Regions from separate parts of the Gossypium hirsutum genome. Here region 2 is linked to region 1. Evidence: chromatin contacts called from public Hi-C data. All regions are on one chromosome and are shown on one strand. The core of a region is the stretch at or near the end of the contact, and the rest is flanking DNA. Distances in the headings are between cores, read along the strand shown.

What was found. Hi-C and Micro-C count contacts between places; a contact is called where the count stands out from the background.
Region 2: a Hi-C map of leaf shows a contact between it and region 1, with 2.0 times the contacts expected there. The contact joins the enhancer-like site here to the promoter of LOC107934271 in region 1. A contact is called at or near these places in 16 of 34 Hi-C or Micro-C datasets (callus, fibers, hypocotyl and 3 more).

The regions. Positions count from the first base shown.
Region 1 is chrA12:98,048,983-98,051,682 of Gossypium_hirsutum_v2.1, forward strand. It overlaps LOC107934271 (chlorophyll a-b binding protein P4, chloroplastic), which reads left to right and starts at 1,436. Exons shown (of 2, transcript XM_016866649.2): 1 at 1,436-1,853; 2 at 2,242-2,700. The coding sequence starts at 1,648.
Region 2 is chrA12:98,091,037-98,093,736 of Gossypium_hirsutum_v2.1, forward strand. No RefSeq gene overlaps it. Among protein-coding and RNA genes, the nearest start is that of LOC121211603, 8.1 kb to the left of the region's middle. Within about 2 kb of position 1,420, at least 1 of the 9 cell types and tissues checked has an H3K27ac peak or open chromatin away from gene starts, as enhancers often do. A contact at or near this core is called in leaf, where this site is marked.

The sequences.
Region 1 (2,700 bases), core at 186-2,685:
AATGTATTTGATTGGAAAGGGGAAAGGATTGATCCTGCATTAGTGCAAAAACTGACTAATAGGAACAATATTTCATTGTGCATTGGGTGTTTACAACATATTTGGTTCAGTGTTAAACATAAATAAATGAAGGAAAAAGATGAGTTTCAGCCTGGGATAGATGTTACTGCTACAATTGGGTTCCTTACTAGTCTTGAAGACATTTATAAGCTTTGGGTATTTGTTTCAAGGTTTTTGGATGCTGATTTTTTAGAGAAAGAGAAATGAAGATATAAAGCTATTAATTAAAAAACAATTGAAATTTAGTCCAAGAACTTGTTAATTCTTTCCTTCTTTGTATATTATTGTCTGGTATGAACTTTATTTGTATATTATTGTCTGGTATGAACTTTAGTCCAAAAATTATGATCAGGTATCAAAATTTGTAATATTAATTGAGGTTTATCTGAAAAAGTGTTTGACGTTTATCTGAAAAAGTGTAAATAGACTTTGGTTGTTTTCAATTTATGACGGTTAATATTTTAGCTTAATAATTGAGTATTATTATATATTAAATTTGATTTATTTATTTATAAATAAATTATTGTAATATATGTAAAATAATTTAAAGTATAAATTTATTAATATATATAAATTTATTAATATATGTAAAAACAATTTTTCCGGAAAATATTTTCAGGAAATTTGCCAAACAACAGAAAATATTTTACTTAGATTCATCCAAACACCAGAAAAGTAAATCATTTCCAAAAAAGTAAATCATTTTTCAAAAATCATTTTCCGGAAAACATTTTACTGCCAAACAAACGAAGCCTTAGTCAGTTGAATAATACATTATGGTTTATAATGTTACATTCTGGAATAACATTAAGTCAATTTGGATTCTTAACATTTTGAGCATCTTATAATCTCACATTCCTAAATAGTGTCAAGATGTCGACTTATTCCCTTTATTTTTATCATATTAATTAATTTAATCATTTTTTTCAAATAAAATTTAAGTCTAAATAAAAATAAAAATGGTGAAATAGTAGATGTCATATTTTAAAATTAAAATTATTATATTTCTTTAATGAATTATTATAATTATAATTCATAAATTTATTTTAACATTATATAATTTCTCATAAAATAAAAATAAAAATATAAAGGGAAAGATAATGTAACATAGTAGCCAGTAATATTAAATTCACATAATCTTATTATATTGAAAGATTAAATTCATTGTAATTGAAGGCTATACGTCATGTAGAAGCTTACAATACATAAGATAAAAAGAAGAATTACATTTAAAAACAGAATGGATTATAGATGATACCAAAATCCCATGGATAACATCTTTTGCGTCCCATAAACACATGTCAAGCAATGATTGGATGTAAAAGACGAGTGTGGCAGATATGTAAGTAATGTAAAATTGGTCCCAGATTATCATTTCTCAGCCAATAACAACAAAGAAAGAGATTATAGATAAAGGGATAAATCTTAGTTTATCTCAACCGTTGGATTCAACGAAATCAAACAATCAAATCCAACCTTTACTGACAACCACACATGAATGGCAATATCATAGTACAAAGCTAAGGCTTAAGCCATGCACTAAAACATTTACTTTCCCTTACCCATCCTTTCTTTCTCCCGGAAATCATGTCTGCCGTCACTACACAAGCCTCGGCTGCCGTTTTCCGCCCATGCACATCGAAAACTAGGTTTCTTACCGGGAATTCCGGTAAGTTAAACCGGCAAGTTTGCTTCAAACCAATGTCATCTTCATCAATCAGCTCATTCAAAGTTGAAGCCAAGAAAGGGGAGTGGTTGCCTGGTTTACCTTCACCGGCTTACCTCACTGGAAGGTACATTCTTTTAGTTATACTATTTGATACAAAATAAAGTGAAGATACTAATTCAGTATCTCAGACAATGGCATTTGCACCAAAATATAGATTATTTTTTTAACATATGAAAACTCTTGTTTTGAAGCAATATCTAATATCTCAATTAGCTATTTGGGGGGCCCCCCGATTATTTTATTCATTGGTATTTAAAGGAAATATACATAATCAGCTATCAGCAGTAGATTAAACCAAAGGACGTGGTGGTTAGAGTTGAATTCGGAATTAAACTTTGACCAGTAGTGTATAAGCGAAAATAGAATCAATTATTGTGAATCAATCTGACAACCAATGATTTAGCTAGTTCGGTTTGATTCTTAACATTGGTTATAACATTATGGAAATGCAGTCTTCCAGGTGACAATGGATTCGACCCTCTTGGATTGGCGGAGGATCCGGAGAACTTGAGATGGTTCGTGCAAGCAGAGCTGGTGAATGGCCGCTGGGCAATGTTGGGTGTTGCAGGGATGCTTTTGCCTGAAGTATTCACCAAGATTGGGCTGATCAATGCTCCCCAATGGTACGATGCTGGAAAATCCGAATACTTCGCATCCTCCTCCACCCTATTTGTGATCGAGTTCATATTGTTCCACTACGTCGAGATCAGACGGTGGCAAGACATCAAGAACCCAGGATGTGTGAACCAAGATCCCATCTTCAAGCAATACAGCCTGCCCCCACACGAGTGCGGATACCCTGGTGGCATTTTCAACCCCCTCAACTTTGCTCCTACACTTGAGGCCAAGGAAAAGGAGCTTGCCAATGGGAGATTGGCAATGTTGGCCTTCTTGGGATTCATAATTCAACA
Region 2 (2,700 bases), core at 170-2,669, 42 kb after region 1:
GCTAGGGTTTATTTTCCTTTAGGATGGGATTAGGCTTGGTTAAGCCCTTGTACTTTATGTTTGTTTGTTTTTTTTTAAGTTGATGGACCCATTTGCTTGTACTCTTTTATGATACAATGATATTGATTCATCGTCTCAAAAAAAAAGAGAGAGAGAGAGAGAGACATAAAAGAGGAAAAAGAAGAACACTTAGAGGGAGAAAGTGAAGATAAAAAATGAAAATGAAAATGTATTTTAAAAATATTTTTAAAATGATTTTATGTTATTTATAAATATATTTTATTTAAAAGTTAATTCTTGTTTAAAATATTAAACTATGTTGGTAAATGTATCATGTTTAATATTTTTAAAAATTATTATTGTAATTTCAATTTTATATTAATTTAATAAATTGAAATAATATAAATTTTAAATTTTAAATATAAAAAATTATTATTTAATTAAAAAGTAAAATTATTATTCTTTAATAATATTTTAACCAAACAAACAACATTGAAACATTATTACTCTATTCCATTTAATTAATCAAACTACGCATACTAAAAATCTTATCACACATGAATGCATGTGAAAACTATAAATATAGAATATAAATGTGTAATTAAAAATAACAAACAATAAATAACGAAATATATGGCTTGAAACTAATTATTAATAATAATTACACATGAAATATGTATGCTACTAAATTTAAAAAAATAGATTTAATTTAAGAAAGTAATAAAGTGTGCATAATTAAAATTAAAATGTATAATATATTAAATTACGGCTTTAGTTGAGTGGTAAATAAAATGTTTTATTAATGCAATTGGTTTTGGTTCAAATCTCATCGTATGAATATTTTTATTAGTTTTTTTAAAGAAAAAAAACTAAAATACCATCAAATAATTTAACTTAATTTAATTAAAAAAGATATTTTCATAATTTAACAATTGAATTGATAGCTTGATTGAGGGTTATCCCAACTTAAATAATAGATAATATATATGATATCTTTTACCTCATTCCCACCAAATTACTATTATTTTCTTACTCCATCCAAATATAGTAAATCAAAATTCTAAAGTGGTGAAAAATTTATCCAATCTTGAGAATTGAGATGACATTGTGGGAAAATATTAGGTACACTATTAATGGGATTTTTGGACTTCAAAAATAGAGTTAAGAGGTTGACAAAAACTCTATAAAAATATAGTAAAATAATAAATAAATAACATAAGATAAAATTTAAAATTTAATTATAGAGTAAAAAATATATATTGTACCAAAATACAAAGTCTGAAATTGTTGCTGATACAATTAGATAATTATAATCCAAAAAAGAAAAGAAAGGGGGCAAAGGCAATGTCAAGTTGCCGATTCCCATACACATGGATAAATTGGCAAGTGGGGTCAAACTTTGATTAGGAAACCCAGTAATCCACGTCAGTTCCACGCTTATTTGACTCCACCTTCACTTTCATAATTCCGGATATTGATTGCTTGCCAGATCATACATATTCTTCATTCAGATCCCACATTGTTTTCAAGTACAATTTTATCTCATATAAATATCTTTTTAAAAATTTTTAAATTTTATAATACATATCATATTTTTATTTTCATTTGTAAAATTCAAAATATTAGGTTAAACTTTATTATTAGCCCTTGTACTTTATGAAAGTTGTGAATTTAATCATATATTTTAATTTGATAAATTTTAATATCAGCACTTTTCGAATTTTAAAACTTCAGTATTTACCAAACAATAATTGTTAAATTTATTATTATTTTTATTTTTAAAATCTAATGCAATAAACATATTATCATATATATAATACCACGTCAGCTTGTTATTTTCATACATTACTTACTACAATCCCCGTTAATTAATTAATGATTGTCATTTATGTCAAGATTGAAATTTCAAAACTCAAACAATAATTGGAGAATATAGACTAAGTCCGCAACTTGACACATTGTAAAAGATTAGTATTTGAACTTAACCAAACAAATTTTATTACTGTTTGAGTTAGGACTAAAATTTTAAAATTCGAAATGTACATAGACTAAATTTAACCAATTCAAAAAATACATGAATTAAATTTGATCAAATTAAAGTACAGAGATTAAATCTACAATTTTTGAAAAATACAAGAACTGATAGCAGAATTTAACCTTTATATTATCATGTATTAAAATATATGCTTTTGTTAGAAATTTTTAGTTATACTTCTAAAATGCAAGTATGTTGCAATAGACTTTCTATTTGTTGTTTACATCTGGCCTAAACCAATTTTCATATTTTGAGTGTTGTTTATTTTTTATGTGTAAGATATTTATTGAGTGATTTTTATCATAATTTTTATGCAAAGAATTATGAATTTTTATAAGAGGAAACTAGAATAATTATGTAGTTTTAAGAGTCCTTGAATTGTAGGATTTTATGTTTTTTTTTTGTGTGATTATCCTTTGACTTCAATATGAGACTTTGTAGGAGTTTATTTGGAAAGAGATCTTGATTAGATTATGGAGGATTATTTGGAAAGATATTGAATGTGAGATTAAGTAAGAGGTTATTTGGAAAGAAGTTTGTTCCTTTAGAGTGGTGTCGATTGGAGCTAATATTGGAAAGCACTATTCTGTCTATTTTGAAAGGCTTTCTTTGTGCCTTTTGTGAGAGCTTATTATACACATATTTGAGTGTGTTTATTAGCCTTA